Linked DNA regions of Mus musculus: all the other regions are linked to region 4. Evidence: chromatin contacts called from public promoter capture Hi-C data. All regions are on one chromosome and are shown on one strand. Each heading gives the region's core, a stretch centred on a gene start, on an enhancer-like site or on the middle of the called end of the contact. The rest is flanking DNA. Distances are from core to core; before and after follow the strand shown.

What was found. Capture Hi-C pulls out chosen DNA fragments and counts their contacts.
Region 1: a contact with region 4 is called in a promoter capture Hi-C map of adipose tissue, with 2.7 times the contacts expected there. The contact joins the promoter of Triobp here to the promoter of Maf1 in region 4. A contact is called at or near these places in 1 of 39 promoter capture datasets (pre-B cells) and 2 of 9 other capture datasets (adipose tissue and liver).
Region 2: a contact with region 4 is called in a promoter capture Hi-C map of adipose tissue, with 2.5 times the contacts expected there. The contact joins the promoter of Gga1 here to the promoter of Maf1 in region 4. A contact is called at or near these places in 2 of 39 promoter capture datasets (cranial neural crest and liver), 1 of 115 datasets of contacts at active chromatin or transcription factors (stem cell-derived neural progenitor cells) and 2 of 9 other capture datasets (adipose tissue and liver).
Region 3: a contact with region 4 is called in a promoter capture Hi-C map of liver, with 2.5 times the contacts expected there. The contact joins the promoter of Rac2 here to the promoter of Maf1 in region 4. A contact is called at or near these places in 1 of 39 promoter capture datasets (pre-B cells) and 2 of 9 other capture datasets (adipose tissue and liver).

The regions. Positions count from the first base shown.
Region 1 is chr15:78,944,005-78,949,771 of GRCm38.p6, reverse strand. It overlaps Triobp (TRIO and F-actin binding protein), which reads right to left and starts at 2,048. Exons shown (of 25, transcript NM_001039156.1): 1 at 1,724-2,048; 2 at 1,434-1,591.
Region 2 is chr15:78,874,489-78,879,991 of GRCm38.p6, reverse strand. It overlaps Gga1 (golgi associated, gamma adaptin ear containing, ARF binding protein 1), which reads right to left and starts at 2,802. Exons shown (of 17, transcript NM_145929.2): 1 at 2,375-2,802. The coding sequence starts at 2,417.
Region 3 is chr15:78,571,347-78,576,408 of GRCm38.p6, reverse strand. It overlaps Rac2 (Rac family small GTPase 2), which reads left to right and starts at 3,626. Exons shown (of 7, transcript NM_009008.3): 1 at 3,626-3,798. The coding sequence starts at 3,764. It overlaps Gm36738 (predicted gene, 36738), which reads left to right. Exons shown (of 2, transcript NR_155437.1): 2 at 1,737-1,998.
Region 4 is chr15:76,348,253-76,353,624 of GRCm38.p6, reverse strand. Maf1 (MAF1 homolog, negative regulator of RNA polymerase III) reads right to left here and starts at 2,331. Exons shown (of 8, transcript NM_026859.3): 1 at 1,966-2,331; 2 at 1,073-1,205; 3 at 851-979; 4 at 613-778; 5 at 366-487; 6 at 165-284; 7 at 1-39. The coding sequence starts at 1,155. It overlaps Sharpin (SHANK-associated RH domain interacting protein), which reads left to right and starts at 2,515. Exons shown (of 9, transcript NM_025340.2): 1 at 2,515-3,144; 2 at 3,396-3,570; 3 at 5,190-5,324. The coding sequence starts at 2,947.

The sequences.
Region 1 (5,767 bases), core at 799-3,298, 2.6 Mb before region 4:
GTTGGGTGTGGTGGAACCCACCCAGCTTTAGGCCAGCCTGGTCTACAAATCCAGTTGAAGGACATCTAGGACTGTTACACAGAGAAACTCTGTCTCAAAAAAACAAAACAAAACAACAACCCCAAAAACCAAGTTCCTCAAGTTCCCAGCCATAGGTGGCTCCCTGCTCCCAGCATGAGGCAGAGGATCTTGTGAGGGTGCAAGTTTGGGGTCAGAGTGCACAGGCCACACACCGGGTCTCCATCTCTTAAAAAGGAAGAGCTGCCAACAAGCATGAGGACTTGCATCTGAAAGCCCAGGACACAAGCACAATTTTCCAAGATGGGGGATGAGCACCGAGGAATCCCTGTTGCTCACTGGGCCAGCCAGTCTAGCTGAATCAGCCCACTCCAGGCTCAGTGAGACCCTATCTCCAAAAGTAGTGTGGCCTGTGACCAACCTCTTTCCTCCATGTGCACACACACACACCAAATAAAGAAGACAACTCCCCCAGCCCCCCAATTTTGTTTTGTTGATCCATCCCAGGGTACACCATGTTAGGCAGTCGCCCCGGTCATCCCCAAGTGTCTAGCTTTATAAACTTATACCTCCTCTCTTATTCTGCTCAAGTTAACACCAGCTTTAGAGGAGGCCATCAAAGCTCAGAGAGGTTCCCCAACAGAGGTGGCACTGGTCCAGCTGAAGGCTCAGGTCTGTCTCCTACAGCTCAGAGGTGACCCTGTGGGGGCTGGATCACACTGCCAAGTCACCTGGGTCCCTTGGCAAACACAGAGGGATGCAAAGGGCTGGCTAGGTATTTCCATACTTGAGGACAAAGTGTTACACAAAAGTGAACACCGCCTAAGGTCACAAAACTCCTCTGTGACTGAGTTTAGCCAAAAGAGAACCACTGCGTTTTTTTTTTTTTTTGTTTTATTTTGTTTTGTTTTCCCTGTTCTAAAGATCAGACCCAAGTTGGGGCAGGCATTAGAAAATTGCTGTACCATTGAGCTACACACCCAGCCTAGCCTACCGGTCCAGTCTTCTCTGTTCTGGAGGCTACAATGTCCACACCCTAAGAGTGACTCTGGGAGAGAAGATTCATCTCACTCATCCACAGGCAGGGAGGGGTATTAGCAGGAGATAGCCAGCATGCCCTAGAGCTCAAGTACCTCATAGCACCATTGGGTCACCTCATGCCTGACCTACTTGGTGATGATAGAGCTGGGGGTGGGGGGAGGGTCAAGCCTTTGTTGGCAATTTCAGCTGAGCTGAGGAATTTAGGGTTCTCCCCTGGGGCTCTAGGTCGGTCCCTTGGAGAGTGGAAGCCCCACGGGAGGATCCACGGAGCTTGAGTTCCTCCTAGGGCGACCACTTACCTGCTCTGCTTAGTTCCCGTTTTGTATAATGGATGTATAGATGGATGGATGGGTGGGTGGATGCGCTGCACAAACCTGGGCTGTTCTTTTCTGGTCCAGCCACCGAGAAGAGCATCCTCTTGGATAGAGAACGTAGCTCCTTTTCCAGGGAAGCTAAACGGGGGCTCTTCGTGTGCCCCTTATGACTCCAGTTTCCTTCACGACTCCCCCCAGCCAACTGGCAGAAATCTTCCCTAAAATGCACATTAGATAAGAATTTAACTACAAAAAGCCTTCGTGCATTTGCACGCCCCACCCGGAGAATGGACCCTGAGTCCCCTCTTCCCAAAGCCGGCCGACCAGCTCCTCGGGGTCTCTCAGCTTACCTCCTCTGGCCTCCCCTTTCCAGCCAGCTTAGTTCCGCTAGCCGCGGGGTTCTGACCTGGACTCGGGTTTCCACTCTCCGGGCGGCGGAGGAACTGGTGCCAGAGTCACAGCCTCTATTTTAACAATGAATCAAAACGCGGCCCAGGACTTGCGTGATAGACCACGCCCCTCCCTCACTCCAATAGGCTCTCCCTAAGAGCTTCATTTGCATGGTCAGTGTGCGACTGGACACACCGAGGACTAGGGGCGGGGCAGAGGCGGGCGGTGCCCAGGCGCCTTGCCGCGCGGGATGCACAGCACGTTTCGCCCGCGCTACCAGCATCTTGGTCCAGTCATGTCCCCATGGGGCCTGAGGACTGGACTTAAGGGCTTGTCTCTTTTCCTGTTGGCTCTCTCTAGCTAAGGTCCCTCAAAAGATACTAATGCATGTGTGGAAAGTACAAAATGTGGCTTCCCGGGCGTGGGGACACAGCACTTTAAAAACTGAAGCAGGATGATGGATCTCCCACAGTTCCAAGCAAACCCAGAGGGCTGGTGATGTACACCTCTAACCCCAGAAATTGGGAGATGAGGTTAGTGGGTATCTAGAAGTGAGGGGAAGACAATCAGAAGGTTATGGCCAGAGACAGTTGGAACCCTGCCTAGTCTACATGAGACCCTGTCAAACAAAAGCAAAACCACCAAAAACCGAAATCAACCAACCAAATAAATTGTTCAGGCAGAACAGTACCAGACAGCTAGTAAACACTAGTGGAACACGGTACCAAACTCATACCGCTCTAAGTTACTGTAGTCAGGGTCTCAGTAGCACAGAGCATCCCTGCCCAGGGATATCTTCACCTCCATTTGAACATTGACCTGGGCTCAGCCACAAAACCAGCAGCCCCACCCCAACTTTTCAAGTTAAGCTCTGTTGTACATTGGTTAAACCCCAGCTCCTATGCCAAGCCTTTACGTATAGCAACAAGGATCAGAGATGCTAATAGACTTGCCAGGGTCACACAGCTAATAAAGGGCAAAAACCAAACTAAAATCTCGGAATGTCTGACTCTGCAGGCCACTGTGGAGTGCCCTCCATTCACATATTCTCTCATTCACTTGGATCTGGTGATGTGGCCAGAAAAGTAAACAGGAATAAAATGTAGTTGCTTCCAATGTGAGGGCATCCTGACCCCGAGTGGAGCTGGCTGATAAGCACAATGGGCTTCCTCCCTGGTCTGGCTAGCTCTAAGTAAGAAAGGGGCTAGTGAGACCTGGGTTCTGCATCAGCGTCTAGCACTTCTTGGCTGGGTGATCTTGAGCCAATTACTTGGCCTTTCTGAGCCTGGAGTGGAATGGGTGTTTCCACTGGGTTGGAACTGACACGGACCCAGCCCTCTGCCCCTACCAGGCTAATCCACCGAGAGCCAACTGAGGCTGGCACTCCTGACAGTGCGGTTCGTTAAAAATGTATGGAGCCCTTTGTCAGTCATGTTTGCCAAGGGTTCATCGGAGAACAAGAGACCTGTGCACTGCTTTGTGTGTTTGTGTGGTGGAGGAAAACAGACCCAGGGCAAGAGAAAGAAGCAAGACATGACTGAGTTCGCCGGTGCTTAGCTAAGAGAAAAGAGGGCAGAGCAGAGAGTGGCAGGCATAGGGTAGCTGGCATGTTTCCAAGAGGTTGTCCGTGATCTTAAGAAAGTTGTTCTTGGGCTGGAGAGATGGCTCAGCCATTAAAGGCTAGGCTCACAACCGAAAATATAAGAAAGTTGCTCTTGCCTCTGCCACATGGCCATGTTTGTTCCTCCCATGCCATCTAGGGGGACAGGAACCACACAGCCCTCCTCATCACCATCCTATCAGAAGGATGTCACACTCTAGTGAGATGCCCAAAGTCCCCTAACTTCCACTCTGGATCCATGAGGGCGTCTGTCTGGGAACTGTGTCCCAGAGCCCTGTGAACTGTTGAGTGGACTCAGTTGAGGGTACTGTGGCGGCAGCCAGGCCAGTCACCACTGTCGCTATTCCTCCTCCTGTCTCCTGCTCCAGCTTGGACTTGTCCGCATCATGTCTTTTAAATTGTATTGTTTTATCAGTGTGACATATGAAGGGCACACTTGTGAGTGTTGCTAAGTATTCCTCTTTAGAAGGAGGTAGAAACAGTGTCTACCCATCCTTCCAATGACAAGCCAAGGTACTATCCCACCTTGGGGGAACCAGTGATTTTATTGGACTTCTTTATGAAACTTAAGTGAAGGGGTTACTTACAGAAATGTCGGTGTTCCTTCACAAAGGCTACACTGTGAAGTGTCTACCCAGCAGGGATTATGGCTTCCCCAGAGCTGCATGGATGGAGCCCAACCCCCTTCCTCAGCCCTTCCTCCACCTATAGCCTCTAGGCTGTCCCCCTACGAGACTGAAGCCACATGCTATTAGAGAAGAAGTTTGTTGGGAGGAGTGGCTACTCAGGCAAGGAGGGTTCCATGGTGATTCTCTGTCTCCTCCTAGGAGGAAAGTAAAGAGTCAACAGGCCCAGTTGTTGTGGTAATCCTTTCTCTTCTTTTCTTTTCTCTTCTTTTCTTTTCTTTTCCTTTCTTTTCTTTTCTTTTCTTTTTTCTTTCTTCTTTCTTTCTTTTTTTTTGTTTTTGGTTTTGGTTTTGGTTTTGGTTTTTGAGACAGGGTTTCTCTGTATAGCCTCGGCTGTCCTGGAACTCACTCTGTAGACCAGGCTGGCCTCGAACTCAGAAATCCACCTGCCTCTGCCTCCTGAGTGCTGGGGTTAAAGGGTAATCTTTTATAAACAGATCTAGAAGAACTCCTATGAGCTTGAAAGATGAGAACAGTTAGCAGCACTTGCTGCTCTTGCTGAGGACCTGGGTTTGGTTCCCAGCACCCATGTGGTAGCTCACGACCACCTTTAATTTTCTTTCCAAGGATCGAGCGCCCTCTTCTGACCTCCAATGGCACCGAACATATTGGTGCATTTACATACATGCCAGGCATGGTGGCGCATGCCTTTAATCTCAGCACTTGAGAGGCAGAGGCAGATGAATCTCTGTGAGTTTGAGGCTACCCTGGTCTATATAGTGAGTTCCAGGATAGCTAAGGCTACACAGAGAAAACTCTCTCAAAAAGCCACCACCACACCACCACCGATGATAATAATAATAATAATAATAATAATAATAATAATAATAATAATGAGAAGGAGGAGGAGGAGGAGGAAGAGAGGAAGAAGAAGAAAGAGAAGGAGAAGGAGGAGGAGGAGGAGGAGGAGGAGGGGAAGGGGAAGGGGAAGGGGAAGGGGAAGGGGAAGGGGAAGGGGAAGGGGAAGGGGAAGGGGAAGGGGAAGGGGAAGGGGAAGGGGAAGAAGAAGAAGAAGAAGAAGAAGAAGAAGAAGAAGAAGAAGAAGAAGAAGAAGAAGAAGAAGAAGAAGAAGAAGAAGAAGAAGAAAGGTTTTGCCGGGCGTGGTGGCACACGCCTTTAATCCTAGCACTCGGGAGGCAGAGGCAGGCAGATTTCTGAGTTAGAGGCCAGCCTGGTCTACAGAGTGAGTTCCAGGACAGCCAGGGCTACACAGAGAAACCCTGTCTCAAACAAACAAACAAAAAAACAAACAAACAAACAAGACATCCTCAGTTTGGTTCAGAGGATAGTCCTGTACAACCATTGGTTCTTTCCTTCCACGGTTCTGTGGGTTCTGGGGATCAAACTCAGGTCCTCAGACTTAAGTGATGTGATAGTCAATTTTAATTATCAACTTTTCACAATCTGAAATCATGTGTAAAGTCTCAATGATGGATGCCTAGATCAGGAGGGCTTGCGGGCATAGCTGTGTGTGGGGGGGTTGCCTTGATTAATGTTGAGCTGGAAAAACTCACCCATTGTGGGCAGTACCATCCCTTAGGCAGAGGGTCCTGAACTGCAGAAATCGAGGGAGGATGCAGAAATGAGTACAGAGAAGCATGGATATATTTGTTCTCTCTGCTCTTGCCTGGTTGTGATGTGACTAGCTGTTTCAAGTCCCTGCCTTGACTTCCCTGCTATGAGGGACTATAATCTGG
Region 2 (5,503 bases), core at 1,553-4,052, 2.5 Mb before region 4:
CTGTGGACAGGAAGAGGCTAGGGCCCAGGATGTGGCACCTGCTCAGTTGGGGACCTATGCTATGTCTGGGGGCCTAGACACCCTCAGTGTCCGGCAGCCATTCACTTAATCCATAGTTAAAAAGAAAAAGAAAAAATACGGTGGTGGACAAAAGCTCTTCTTTCCTGAAACTCACTGGCGCAAACAGAGCATCTCTGAGTACTCAGATTAGCGATCTCAGAAGCGCTATGAAGACGGGCAGAGCAGGGGAGGGAGCAGGGGAGGGATGGAAGGAGCTGGGGCAGGCTGCTCTCTCCCGGGGGCTCAGAGGCAAGATGGATGGCCAGAGGCTGAAGCAGCATTCTTTCTGGTACCAATCTATCCCAGGAACCTTGTGGGTGACCCTCCAGTCCTTGAGAGGAACAGATGTCACCAGTGAGGCCCCCAGGGACACCAGCAACATCTCTTCTTCCTTAGGTCAGGCTGCACATTTCCCGACCTCCCAGTCCCCCACAATGGCTAAGGGACTGAACACTGGGAAGAGAGCCTGCAATCTGGAGGCAAGGAGAAGGTTCGGGGTACTGGCCTCTCAGTGACAGCTGAGAAAAAGGGCTAGAACAGGAAGTCCTCGAAGTGTCAAAGGCACGTGAGCCCCAGCAAGGGTGGAGCCAAGCAATCCGAGTCAGGAGCCAGGGAAGAGGAAACTCTGGCCAGGATCAGTTTCTCCCCAGCATTGAGCAAACGGAAGATCTTAGAACTGGAAGAGACATGACCCCACCCCTTTCCCCAACCTCCACAGTGCGTGTGCGTGTGTGTGTGTGTGTGGGGGGGGGGGCTCATCTCCCCTGGCAAGTGGCAGAGGAAAGTACTTGAGGGAGAGAGGTATTTCACAACTGGGCATGACTCTTCAGATGCTGTCCTGGCTAGTTTTGTGTCAACTTGACACAGCTGGAGTTATCACAGAGAAAGCAGCTTCAGTTGGGGAAGTGCCTCCATGAGATCCAGCTGTAAGGCATTTTCTCAATTAGTGATCAAGGGGGAAAGGCCCATTGTGGGTGGGACCATCTCTGGGCTGGTAGTCTTGGTTCTATAAGAGAGCAGGCTGAGCAAGCCAGGGAAAGCAAGCCAGTAAAGAATATCCCTCCATGGCCTCTGTATCAGCTCCTGCTTCCTGACCTGCTTGAGTTCCAGTCCTGACATCCTTTGGTGATTAACAGCAATGTGGAAAATGTAAGCTGAATAAATCCTTTCCTCCCCAACTTGCTTCTTGGTCATGATGTTTGTGCAGGAATAGAAACCCTGACTAAGACAGATGGGGAAAATATCTATGGTCCTCTTTTACCTCTGACCTCCTGAGACCCGTGCAGTACTGTATCTCATGCAGTCCATGGTCACTGTCTCCTTCTAACCACCAATCAACCCCACTGCCAGGCTGACTCTCCTCCGCCCCCCCCCCCCCCCCCAGATCGGTGAGCTCTGGGAATCAACCTTCCAGTTCAACTTCCTTCGAGGCTGGCTTCAAAGATGCTGACCATGTCGGCCCACACCACCCTGCACAGATCCTTGCTATATCTCAGACCAGGAGGTTGAGCTTGAGGATAGACCGGAAGGCTTCTCTGGGTCACATCCCTGAAAGGCCTTGGGACAGACCTGTCACTAAATGGACCAGAAGAGCCAACCTGCAGCTCCCAGGGGCAGAGTTCAGGAATGGGGTTGGCAAGGCCAAGGATCTTCAACAAGCAGTGTGGGACAGGGAGAACAGAGGATGGGGCTTGGAAGCCAGAGTTGGAGGAAGCTGTTTCGAAGGAGACAGGAAACAAGGACAGAGGCCTGGGGAGGAGGCTCAGCAGGGGCTAGGAAAGCAATCTGGGACGCAAAGCAAGGCTGGGCTTGGGTATAACGACAGAGAACTTGATTTCCTTATGGAGTCTTAGACGGGACCCTTTCAAGCACTGGGAGTTTCTCCAGGCGCGGACAGAGCTGGATCAGATGGGCCAGGGGTCCCCCCTTTCCTGGGCTGGGGGACCGAGCAGATCTAAGAAGAGCTGCGGGCACAGGGTTTGAAAGACTCAGGCCCTGAGGAAGTGGGGGGATCCCTCTAGGGGAAGACTCGAGGGTCTGCGCTTTGGTGCAACAGGCAGGGCCTTCGGGGGTCCGGGATAACTCTGCGCCACCGGGTCACCGGGGTGGGTGGGCGGCGCCCGCTCCCGGCCAGGCTGCGCGCAGCTGCCAGGGTCCGAGCGGAGCGACAGACTGGGGCGCCGCCCCTCCGGGTCGGGGGGCGGGGCGTGAGGAGGGGGCGCGCGGACCCCGCCCCGCCGGGAGAGAGAGAGGGGCCAGCCTCGCGCCCCCGGTTCCGGTTCCGGTCCGGCTCGCGCCCCTCCCGGACACTCACTGATTCGTGCCTCCAGAGTCTCCGGCTCCATCGCGGGCTCCATCCGCCACGGGCCCCCGGCCTCGGCGCCGCCCCCCGCCCCCCGGCCGCTCTCGCGGGAACTCCTCGGCTCCGCCCTCGGCCGGTTAAAGGGGCCGCGTCCACCCCGCGGAGTAGGAACGCGGCACCGGGACGCCGGGCACCATCGAGACGCGGGTGGAGCCGCCTAGAGCGTCGCCTCGTCGGCGCCCCTCCCCCTGGCGGCTGGCGGAGTCGCCGGTGGGGCTGGTCGGCGGCCTCGCAGCTCCGGGCGCTCGGGCGGGAGAGGAAGAGGAGAGCCTGGGGGTGGCGGGCGGCACCATAGAAACCCCGCGGGACCGCTCTAACTCAGTTAGCGTCACGCAGAGACCCGTGACCGCTTCCGGGACAACGCTCCGGAGCCATGTTTCTGAAGGGGTTCTGAAGTCACTTCCGGAGCCCTCAGGGGTACTTCCGCTTACGTGGGAAGATGTCAAAGTCCCTTAAAAGGGCAACTGGGCACTGTGGCCGCCGCCAACGCGATGAGGTTAAGCTAACGTTTGTTTAGCTCTTAAAGCCCTAGGCATTGTTCTGAGCAGTTTTTTCCCCTTTGAGACAAGGGCTCACTGTCTTGCTCTGGCAGTCCTGAAGCTCGCTCTGTAGAATAGGCTGGCGTGGAATTCCTGAGATCCGCCTTTTTCCGCCTCCCAAGTGCAGACATTAAAGAAGTGTGCCACCACGCCCAGCAAAGGGCTAAGTCTTTTTTTTTTCTTAACCTATGAATCTACATTCAAACCCGGGAGCCAGGTTATGAGTTTGCCTGAGGTCATTAGGGGTCAGTGCTTGCACCGAGTACTTAATTCTGCATTCAGTTTAGAAACTCCTTGCATTTGGGTTATTCGGTGCCCAGCCCTGGAGAGAAAGACAAGGCCAGATATATATCCTACAAGGTGATGATAACGCCCGCACTTATCAGACAGAGGCAGGAGGTTATCAGTTCAAGGCCAGTGTGGAATATCGTATCTCAAAGCACGTAACACTCTCAAGGTGATGGGGAAGCCAGAGAGGTGGTGGCAAAATGAGAGGTTATCTTTCCCCAAACTGGAATGGTGACGACGTCAGGCTCTTTTTTTGAGGTGGTTTAGGAGGAGGCAAAATGTGAGGTACTTTCACCCGCTTTTTCCACCCTCTGCGGTCGCCTTGGCTAATTCTCAGGAATGCCAGTTCGCTCTCTGTAGCCTCTGGCGGCCGTCGGGGGAACTGGCTACTGTGCCCTCTCCAGCGAGCCTGTGCCAGGAAGAGTTAAAGAGCATCTGAGACCAAGGAACCGGCGAATCCAGTTCCGCATGCCTGTGGCCTTGGAGGGATCAGTATTCACCTTGCAGAACCAGTTACCTCATTTCAGTCGGGTTTTCTTCTGAACCCAACTCTCAGTGAGACGTTTAATTCTCTCCTGCAACCTATAAGATACGGGAGAGGGTAACAAGATGGGCTCCGCCTGCTTTGTTTTCTTTATTTTTAAAATTGTTAATGAAATAAAACCCAACTGCAGGCCGGGCAGTGGTGGCGCACGCCACCTAGCACTTGAGAGGAAGAGGCAGGTGAATCTCCGAGTTCAAAGTCAGCCTGGTCTACGGAGCGAGTTCCAGGACCCAGGGCTACACAGAACAAAACCCAAAACAAAAACCCAAACTGCATTTGCCAAATTGATTTAAAGTCAGATCACTACTCACAGGCACTTTTGGTGGAGCGACAGAGGCAGGGTCTCCTGTAAGCCTAGGCAGGCCTTGAACGCACTATAGACTTGATCTCTGATCCTTCTTTCTCCACCTTCTGCGTGCATCACCACACCTGCAAGAGAATAGGACTTCTTGCAAGCTAAGCAACACGCTACCAACTGAGAGACATCTCCAGCTACTTCTGCCTCCATCTAGAGTCCTTATAGCCCAAGCTGGCGATTTCTGTGGTACCTAGCATTTCATATAAACATGTTAGGCAGACACATCACCACCTGAGCTCTAACCTCCAGCTGCCCCACAGTGTATTTCTTTGCATGCTTGTGGTTTGTGTCCCTCCCTGCCTCTGGGAAGTCTCATCCTGAAGCATTGCATCTGGTGAATCCCTGAGTTTCTTTTCCTGTTGCTGTGATTAAACTGCTCTGATAAAAGCAACTTAAAGAAGACAGGGTTTCCCACAATTCAAGGGGAGGAGAAATCAAGGCGGTGGCAGCTGGGCCCATCACAGCTGCAGCTGAGAAACAGGGCAGAGAGAGTGTGGAATGCACACTGCTTCCCGCCCTTTCTCCACTCACACAGTACAGGTTCCCCATCGGGGATGGTGCCACCCACAGTGGGCAGGTCTTCCCAGCTCAGTAGACTCAGGCAGGGTAATCCTCCTGAGGCACGAGCAGCAGCTCATCGACCAGGTGATTGGAAATCTGTCAAGTTCACAGAACTAGCGGGCACAGTGTCCTGAGACCTAAAATAGTGCTGGGGTCCAGAAGGTGCCGGGGTTCAGAGCATAGTGCCTCAAAGCATGGCGCCTGCCCACACTGAAGGGATCTCAGAATCGGCACAGAGCACAAGCAGACACTAAATCCTCAGCCCCAAAGAGATTTTATTTACCTAGGAGGGGACAAGCAGGGGGTCTGACTGCCTCTGGGTCAGGCAAAGTGAGCCTCAGGTGTCTCTGTGGGAGTGGTTTGTTTGTAAGGAGACAAAGGGGGAAGCCTGAATTAGGATGACTTGGTAAATCCTAATTGGACATGTTAGTTAGTGTAGCCAAATGTTGAATTTTGATTGCTGGACCTTGGTGATCAGCCTCAGGAATGTATTCGAATGGTTTAGCAAAGGAGAGGGAATCGGAAAAGGAAGACCTGCTGCTGTCATGATTGCCAGGCCTGGGCTTGTCAGAAAGCCCTTCACATGTGGGTCTGCAGGAAACCTTCTCCCTTTTCCCTTCCGCCCTTTCTCCTCCGTCTTCCGTCTCCCTTCCAGGTAGGCCATAGAAACTAGAATTCTTGGGCTGGAGAGATAGCTCAGTGGTTAAGAGCACTGACCCCTCTTCCACAGATCCTGAGTTCAATTCCCAGCAACCACATGGTGGCTCACAACCACTTGGGAGGCAGAGGTA
Region 3 (5,062 bases), core at 2,377-4,876, 2.2 Mb before region 4:
CAGGGTTTAGAAAGCAAAGATTGGATGGGGGTTTGGGCAGAGCTACTGTTGTAGTGGAGATAGGACACCTGGCCTTGGAAGGGAGTTCTAGCCAGATAGTGTCTTCTTTGTGACACTAAAAAAGACTGAGCACTCTCAGCAAGCATTTCTGATGGTAAATAGTTTGCAGCTAACTTACACCCATTCACTAAGAATGCCACAAGCCTGGTACTCAAGTCTGTCATGCCCTCAGGGCTCAGCAGGGCACGGTACATGGTGCGTGGTTCACAGTTCTTTGTAAGAAAAGCATCTTTGGGAGGCATAGGCTTCCCCTGGCCTGTGGACATGAGTGATACACCTTCAAAGGACACACTATGAAAAAGGAGATCACAAGTCAAAAACGGCGTAGCGCTAAAACATAAAACAACGCACACAGAAATATCAAGATTGGTAAATTGTGTGTGAGCATGTGTGCACACGTGTGCAGGTCACCACCCGTGAGCCCACGTGGAGGCAGAGTGAGAGTATTGTGGGGAGGGGACAGCCAAACAGATTGTCAGGACTGTTTAAGCAGGGTGACAGACAGCACATCAGAAAATATTGTTCTCTGTAGCATCTCCGTTCATATGGAAAAGTGTTCGGTGAACAGAATGAAAACTGAAGCCACTGTTAGGAGGAGCAGTGGCAAGCAGAGGTAATGGGCAACAGCTCTCTCATGTTTCATGTTAAGACATCAGAAGCGCCTTGTTCAGGCCAGGACTGAGGCTCCACGCCTAGCACTGTGGGCTTATGCAACCTTCCCGTAAAGAGCCCAAACAAGCCAAGGAATGACTATTATAACATTAAGAGGAAGAACACTGTCACTTAAAAAAAACAAAAAACAAGCAAGCAAACAAACAAAAAAACCAACTAGTGATAAAACTTTCCTCTGTCCACTGTCAGGTTTGTTAGCAAATTTCAAGGTATCTGTAGCAAGAGCCAGCAAGGAGGCTCAGAGGGGAAAGAACTTCCTGCCAAGTCTGATGACCTGAGTCTGATCCCCAGGGTCCCACATGGTGGAAGGAGAGAACCGGCGACTTCCATGGGTGTGTGCGTGGGCACGCACACAAATACATTTTCCATTTTAAAAGCAGCCATGGGTCTCTCTTTGTGCCAGGTTTCCACATACACAAATCCAATATGCAAAGGCTGACATTTCCCCTTCATCCAAGGAGTGGCAAGGAAATTCAATTTGAGAATTATTAGCTACAGTAGTGCTGAGAGTAATAAGGAAGCAAGAAGTGAATCTTTTGAGAAAGGTGCCTGACCTTTCTGGGAGGAAATGGTAAAATTTTATTGAAAGATATAAAGGAGAAGGTGAAGATGCTAACAGGCAGACAGAATGACTATCACAAGGATGTCAGGTCCCTACTCGCTGCTGCAGGTTGAACGCAGGACAGCCCAGGACTCTTATGTCATTTGCTTGAGCTTATTCCACAGTGTAGATGGAAGAGCAGAGATTCATCAAACACTAGAACAATCCTGAAGGAATGTAAGAGAGGCACGTTTCTCCTAGGCTTGGAGCTGGGGTAACTGAAGCAGGCTTGTGTCAGCCCCTGGGTGGATGGGAGGACTAGCAGAGAAAGGGGCCAAGGTTTGGTTTGCAGGTGACAGTCTTGGTCCACGAGGCTTCTTGACTGCCCATTCACTGGGAAAAGATAGGTAGAACTTTGTTTAATAGATGGCACTCTGGGATGATGGTCTGTGTCCATTGTCAGCACGACAGAGTCACCTGGGAGAAAGACATCTGGAGCACATCGATTTGAGGTGGGAAGATCAGCCCACTGTGGGTGGCACCATCCTGTAGGCTGGGAAACTGCATTGTGTTAAATGAAGAAAGGATCTGAGCAGCAATGCGCTCATCGTTGTTTCCTGATTGTGGGCAACCAGCTGCTCCAAGCTCCTGCTACTCTGACGACTTCCCCACTGTGATGGATTCTAACCTTGAACCATGAACCAGAATAAACCCTTTCTCCCTTCTGTCGCTGTGGTCGGAGTATTTTTTTTTCATAGTGATAGGAATAGAAACTAAGAAAGCCCTAGAGAAATCAAATCAACATCTCACAAAACCTACTAGCAGCCCCTTTGTCATCTAAAATCCACTCTGTGTATCAAGGTCACTGTCTGTAGACAGAAACTGTACACACTTTGTAGAATATCTTTGTGAAATTGCATAGGAATGCTTAAGAAAGAATCACTCAAAGAGTATCAATCATTAGGGAAGAAAAATTAAAGTTGACCACATACAAATAAACCTTTATAAATATCACAGCTTCAAAAAAAATAATTCCACATACTGGAAATGAACTATGAAACGGTTATAGCAATTCACACTTGAAAAATCAAACACCGAACTTCTCCAAATAAATATGAGGGGAAAAAATACTCCAGTAGAGAAATGGACAAATACACAAATAGTAACTTGTGTAATAGGAAACCCAAAAGTCCAATAAACAACTAAAAACACAAATGCCCAACAAAACACCTGCAAACACAAACACCCAACCAAACACTTATAAACACAAATGCCCAACACAAGGCGAGTGTAGTTGATATCATCAAAACGGCAAGAAGCCTACGACAGTTTGTAGGTAGGATTTTCGGTTTGGAGTGGTTTCCCAGCTAGGATCTTGCTGTATCGCTCGATGGCTCTGGCTGCCTTGGAACTCTCACTCTGAATCCTGGACTCAAGCTCCCAGCAATCCCTTTGTCTCAGCTTCCTGAAAGCTTAGATTGCACCATGCTGTGAGAAGGTTTGGACTTGCCAAACTTCTACCAGCTTGCTCTACTGCATCTGTCCCTGACTCTTCCTCCTCCTCCTCCTCCTCCTCCTCCTCCTCCTCCTCCTCCTCCTCCTCCTCCTCCTCCTCCTCTCACTCCTCCTCCTCCTCCTCCTCCTCTCACTACTCCTCTTCTTCCTTCTCTTCCAACTCCTTCCCTTTTCCCTATCCTCCCTCCTCTCCTTCCTCCTCCTCCCCCTTTTCCTCCACTTCCTCCCCTCCCAATTTCCCCCCTTCCTCCCCTTCCTCCTTTTCTCCCCTCTCCTCTACCTCTTCCCTTCTCTCTTTCCCTCCCCCTCCTTTGCCTTCTCTCTACACACTGGCCCTTGCTTAGGCAGCACCCCCCCCCCCCGGGCCAACTTTGTTTGACATCACACGTCATAGCCACCAGTTTTCCCTGCTGGTGACTCTGAGGTCACTCTGTAGCTCTCCCTTGGCCCATGTCTCCTGCCTTGCTCACAGCACCTGTGGTGTGGTTTGCCTTCTCTACAGAGCAGGAACTCCAGGACAACCTGGCTTCCTGCATTTTAGAGTCACCAGCTCCCAACACAATGCCTGATACACAGTAGGCACTCAAGTGTTTGCCCATGGGAGTCAGGCCAACTGACTTCTTGGAGGATGCAGATTCTTCGAGAGCAACTTTGTCCCTGCCCTGGCTTAGGAAGTGAATCTTCAATTCTCTAGGGTGCCTGGGTTCCCTTTGGAGCCTAAGTCAAGTGCCCTTGGTGGCCTGGGCCCAACCTAGCACCTGTGGGGCCCCAGGTCCTCTTCCAGACCGCATGCTCCACCCCCTCAAGGCTGTGGGGCAGCAGCTTGGGTAAGTTCCTCTTCCGTTTCCTCCCGCCTCTTGAGCTGGGGTGCTGCTCCTCACTGCCGGGTACCTCCTAGCCACTCCATACCACTGGTGTCCACAGCAACGCTCCTGGCCCCCAACTGTCATCCCTGGCTGCTGGGCCTCAGATGCAATGCAGGCCATCAAGTGTGTGGTGGTGGGTGATGGGTAAGTACCTGGCTGAGTTGTCTCCCACCCCTACCAGGATGCCTCTGAGATCCTCCCTGGTACACCCACAGATTCAGGGCTCCCAGGAGGTTCTGGGGAAAGTCGCTTCCTTTCCTTGTAAGGGCTTACAAGGAACATTTGGGGTGGGTCTGGACTGCTCCCTGTCCTTCAGCCTACCCCACTCCGGAAGCTACTTGGGTGGAGGGCCTGGACTGTGGGTGGGGTGCTGCTATTTGCCTGTACCCTGAGAGCTGGGACAGGGCTCCTACCGGGCCAGCATCAGTTCAGGGTACAGGTACGAGGAGGGAAATCAGCAGCTTGCCCTTCGGACCTTTGTTTCCCAGGCTGGCCCAGGCTCTAGTTGCTGTCTTGCTGGGCCTAGGGGACTTCTGGCAATCTCCAAGCTTTCTGACTCTCAGTCCAGCCTCTGCTCTTAAGGACTCCAGAGGGCAGGCTGGCTGCAGCCCTGCTAAAGTCTGATAGTCATTGTCAGATCTTGGGACCACAGGCTCTCATAACCCAAGGCCTGAGTTTCTTCATGTGTCTCCCATATATTCCGACACATTAGGGTGCAGTCCTCAAGTCTATCTTGGGTCCCGCTAGATCCATCCTCACATGTACTAGACAGCCATCTTCAGTTCGAAACGGGGAGGGGCTGAGGCCTGGAGACCTTTCCTGGCTTAGGTCCCAAGGTCACACACACTTTGGCTCTGCTGGTGGCATAGGCTATCTACCTCCTCAGCTGACTAGGTCCGACTTGGTCGCTGCTGCAGCCGCCACCGCGCTAGGGTGTCAGCCGTTATCTGTGGCAGCTGCTCTGCTCACTTCTGCTTTGTGTCTGATCTGGGGGAGGAGGGGGCGGACACGGAGGGCCGGAAGTCAATGATTCTATGCATTCAAAGTTACCTGGGTGGCAGGCTGGGGCTTGAGGGCAGAGGTTTAGGGGGCAGGGACAGCAGAGCAACCTCCTCGAGTGGGAAGTGACTTAACGGAATTGTACTGGGGAAGGCCCGGAGCTGTCCCTCTGGCCTCTCAGCTTCCTGCTGAATGACCTGGGTGACCTCCCAGCTTGGCAGGGAGATAGCTTAAATGGTGGTCATCTCCATTTATCCCATTTCTCTTTTGTATGTGGTCACCGGGCTGTGGCTCTCTGTATGATCTGTCTTCCACCAACCCTACTTACCATCACAGAGTTCGTTTTACAGGTGGGAAAGACCAAAACTCCGAAAAGTTACATAACCTGCCTTGGAGGCAGAGGATTTGA
Region 4 (5,372 bases), core at 1,082-3,581:
AGTGCATTGCCTGCCTCTGAGGGTGTGTACGTGGAGCCACTGGATGGGAGAGACAGCGGACTTAGGATCTCCTTTCCCAGGCTGCCCCAGGGAGAGTAGACCCAGTTAAGGAATGATCTGAGTTGAAGAGGGAACTGGAGAAGGTGAGGTGGCAAAGTACCAACCTGATGGAGCGGCAGCTAAAGAAGACAATTCGCTTCAGTCTCTTATTGTAAAAGAAATAGTTGAATGACCAGAGGCTTCCATCTTCCCCAAAGGGGTCGGAGTCTAGATCTGGGTTATAGCTGAAAAGAGAAAACAGCAGAGGGATGAGGTCTCCACTGCCATACACATGTGCACGCCCAGCTGCAAAGACGTGAGCCCACCTGTAGATGTCACACTCAGCTAAGCAGATCTCCTCATCCACTGCATTCCACAGCTGTGGCTTCAGGGCCTTGAAGTCTTCACGAACAGCTGAAAACAGGCTGCAGTTGACTGCATTTACCACCTACAGGAGGTGACAGTCAGGGGTGACAAGGGTCCAGGGCAGCAGGGAGAGCCCAAGAACCCACACCAAGTGGGGATGGCAATGAGAAGGACCACATGGCTTGGGGCCCTTCTGTTCATCCTTACCCAGCGGAGGCTTGGCTCTCGGCTGAATTCATGACTTCTGGCTGTGCTGAAGTCATAGTCTGGCCGGAAGGACTCATTGAGGGTGGCAATCAGATAGAAGAGGGTCTTGCGGCTGCACTTGTCGCTCAGAGGACTCTCATCCTCACCACCCTGGCTCTTGCTCAGTCTGAACAGAGAAAAATGTCAGCCTTGCCCACTGTCCCACATACCCCAGAAGGTAGTCTCCACCTCAGCTTACCTGCTGGGACTGAGGCCTGAAGTTTGGGGTGGGGACAGTGCCTCCAACACATGGGGCTGGCCCTCCTGGCAGAACTGCTTGAACATATGTTTATCATCTCCCGCCATCTTACACGAGTAGCTTTCAATCCTAAAGAACGCAGGCAGAGTCATGAAGCATGCTAACCCCGAGGCCCACGATAGTGATCTCTGACAGATTGATCCCCAGAGCCTCCAGCCTCACCTGCCAATAATATGGGCATCTCCAGTCTCCACTGTCAACTGTGAGTTGATGGCCTCAAAGCTGGAGTTCTCCAATAGCTTCATGTCCTTTGGGAAGGGAGATTCTTGTGCCAGTGGGATTAGGGCAGCACTACCTGGGAATGTGGGAAGCCAGCATGGCTACCTAGCTCCAAAGGGCTCCACTTTCAGCCTTTCCACCCACTAGCAGAGTACTGTTTGCAGCTCGAGCTAACCTTGAGTCCACCATGGAGCTCATCTTCCTCACCTTACCTGCCCCTGAGAACTCAGCACTGGCTGACAGGGAGATGATCCTATGCATGAGCATGGCATGTCCAGGTTCTACCTCAATCTCAAGTACTATATACTGGGGCTGGCTGGGGGCCCCACCCACTCTCGACATTCCTACTCCATTGACATTCTGCAGGCATCCTCAGACTGTTGTAAGGTCCTCAATAAGAACCTGCTATCCGGTTCGGAACGGGGCATCTGGGGTTTCAAGCCTTGAGGGTCACCTGTATGGGTGCTCCTCCCGGGTTCTATGGGTTGCTTCACTGCTTCCTGTCAAGAGGAGGAAACCCATGAATTCTTCAATTCTATTTGCAAGTATGCCTAATTCGTACTTCGTACGTCGAAGTGTGTAGGATGGGCAGACACACCACCTCTGCTGGCGCAGGCCAGTGGTCTCCTGGCATTGCTGCCCTGCAAGCCTAGAGGTACCAGCAGATTCGTAGCGGGAAACTACAAGCCCCAGGAGGCAGTGCACCAAGAGAGGCGCTCCAGCCCCAAGCAGCATAAGAACTACAAGTCCCATGAGGCACTGCAGCAGCGCGAGGCCCGCCGGGGACTGTGGTTCCCGCAAGCCCGGACCGCTTGGCGCACAAGGCGGACACCCACCTGCCAGAATTGGGCTAGATCAAGCCAGGGTAGACGGGTTGTTTAGTGTCGGTGCCGAGGTGACGGCGGCGCGGGCTTTGCGCAGCGCGGGTTCCTCAGGACTGGAGGGCGGCGCCGCGGCCTCCACTCGGGCCGCACTGTATCCGGGGGAAGAAGCTTCGCGGCGACGTCCCGTTACTCCAGGCCCTGCCGGCCCATACGGGCTGCAGCCGCGACATAGCCTCGCCCCCCTGCAACGCCCGCTTTCGCGACCAACCTGCCGCGGACCGCCGAGATCGTACCAGCCAGAGAACGAAACAGCGACCTCCGCCTCCCCCGACCCGACAACAACAAGCGTCCGACGGGCCCAACCCCACTCCTCTGAATGGTCCACTTTAACCACAGGGCCAGACCACGAGAAACCTTATTGGTGGACTCCTCCGCCACTCGGCTTCACCTTCCACTTCTACTGGCTGCATAGCTTGTCTGTCTCGCACTCGCTAACGAACCCGCCTCCCCTCTTGGTGTTGATTGGTTAGAACCATGCCCGCCCCGCCCCCAGGAGCCAACCCTCTTCCTAGAGTGGTCCACGGTTACGAAGAGCCTCTGCTGTGCTTATGTGTGTTTGTGTGCATTGGTGCCTGGTTCCTTCCGGGAACTGGTATTGTCTTGTGTAGGGCAGCAGCTGTCGTTCGTTCGAACCTTTAAGAAAAGTTCATCCTTGCCTTCTTTTTGTGACCGGTGACCGGTCTGTGACACTGTCTCGGGTCCTGCTGAAAGGTGACTAGCTTGGCCGGACCGTGCCTGGAGATCTGGGACCATTCCTATCGCTTAGCGAGCCATCAGGCTCTGGTAGTGCGCAGCATCGGGTCCTTCTTGTTCTCCAAGCTCTGGGGCATCCGGAACCGAGGCTCACAGTCCGAGTTTCTGGCCGGCGGAAGTACTCGACAGTTCTCTATCACGGAAGCACTCTCGGAGAGTCAGGACTCCGCCGGATCAGAAATGTCGCCGCCCGCCGGCGGTGCGGCAGTGGCTGCAGACCCTGCCTCACCTGTGGTGCTCCTGGCAGTGCACGCGGCGGTCAGGCCCCTGGGCGCTGGACAGGATGCCGAAGCGCAGCCGCGGAAGCTGCAATTGATAGCGGACCCTGAGCGGCCTGGACGCTTCCGGCTAGGACTGTTAGGCACCGAGCCTGGGGCGGTGAGTGTGGGCCCGATTCTGGAATCAACTTTCTTTCGATTACCTTGACGACAGTCCTTAAGCAGTTATTTTTCTTGATTGCCTGTAAAAGTGGGAATAATGCTGATACCTAATTTACAAATCTTGTGAGGAATTGGTAAGATAACAGGCGAGAAAAGTTCAGAGCCGTAAAGATTACCTCGTTCCTTTTCCTTTCACATTCGTGTGGGTAACGAAGAGGAACCACCGACCGAGTACTCTTCCCTGTTCAGGTCAGTTTAGAATGGCCCTTGGAGGCTATTTGTTACACCGTCCGTGGGCCTAACCAACACGAGCTGCAGCCTCCCCCTGGAGGTCCTGGAACCTTCAGCGTGCACTTCCTCGACCCCGAGGAAGCACAGCAGTGGGCAGCACTGGTGCGAGATGCCACCGCAGAAGGACAAAATGGTCAGTGTTGTGAAATAAATGCTTATTTGAATATGTCCGGGCCACCTGGTCGAGGTTGGGGGTAGTGATGGAAAAGCTGGGCACCTAGGAAGGCTTCCAAGAGGAAGGAAGTGGAGAAATAAGAGGTTCAAGAGCTGACCCCAGTACCAGACAAGTAAGAAAAAGAAGAGCAAGCATTGCTGCAGGACTAAGAGTTTAAGGAAAATGGGATTGTATTCAGTGGAAAAACAACAGAGACTTAAAGATAGAAACTCCACAGTGTAGACAAGGCTAAAGGAGGCCAGAGGATCTTAGGAGATGGAATTGATAGGTCTTGTGGTTGTTCAAATGGAAGAGTTAGTGATTATGACTGAGCTAGAAGAACCACTTAGTATGAGGCTTATATCCAGTGCCTGCTTGGAAAAGCATGGACATGGCTGGGACTCTGGAGAGGTAAAGACTGGGAGTTGGAGAAGTCACCCAAAGTCACCAGGAGAAGCATAGAGAAAAGAGGGCCTTGGATGTAGACCAGTGGTTCACAACCTTCCTAATGCTTCAACCTTTTAATATAGTTTTAATACAGTATGGCCCCCAGCCATACATTTATTTTCATTGCTACTTTAATAACTGTAATTTTGCCGCTGTTATAAATTGTAATGTGTAAGTATGTTTTCCAGTGGTCTTAGGTGACCCCTGTGAAAGGGTCATTCCACTCCCAAAGCATTGAAACCCACAAGTTGAGAACCACTGATGTAGATAGTGCCCTGGTAAGAGGTAGGAAAGCCCACAAACACCGGAGGAAGCCCTGAGCCTGACATGAGACCTGGGTACCTTAGCATTGAAAGAGAGACTTTCTCTTGTCGTTCATTTGCCAGATGTGTGTACCCAACCCTTAATACTGTTCTTTGTGACAAGGTCTCAATGTGAATTCCAGGTTGATCTCAAATTCACTGTGTAGCTCAAGTTGGTTTTGAACTGTCAGTGACCCTCTTACCTGTTCTCCCGGAGTGTTGGTGTTATAGATGTGTACCATCCAACTGGGGACTACTTTTTTTCTTTTTTCCTGTGTGTGTGCACACACGTGAGTGTGTGTCTGTCTGTATTTGTGGTGCGCATGTATTTGTATAGAGGCATACATGTACATAGCACATAAAGAAGTCAGAGAGCAATCCTGGGACAACCTCGAGTGTCAGTCCTCATTTTCCACCTTGTTGGGGAGTTTCATTTCTCTTGCCTCTACCCCCAACTCACTCACCATATGAACACTGGGATTACAGATCTATACTTCCATGCTTGGCTTTATATGGTTTGGGGAATTTGAACTCTCAGGTCTATGTCTGTATGAAAAGCACTTTAAGCCAGGCAGTGGTGGTGCATGCTTTTAATCCCTGCAACTCAGGAGGCAGGGATCTTTGAGTTCGAGGCCAGCCTGGTCTACAGTGAGTTCCAGAACACCCATGCTACACAAAAAAGCCCTATTTCTCTCCAACTGAGAGTTGTTTTTGTTTTGAGGGCCAAGGCTGGGAGAGGAAGATTAGCCTGAATTATGGCCTAAGGATAGTAGGATGAGGCAGAGAAGGCCAAGGTTCTAAAAACCTGAGATTGGATACCACTAGCCTAATCCACATCTTTCCTCTTAGGCAGTGGCAGCCCAGCCCCAGCCCCAGCCCCAGCAATGTGCCCCATTTCTCCACCATGTTCTTCTATGGCTCAAATACCTAAAGCAACCCAACCTGAGGTGGATCTTCCTCAAAGTTCTGGAAACTTCAAAAAAGGTAAGACAGATTGGAAGGAGTTGGGGGTTTGTGGCTGGTGTCTAGTTG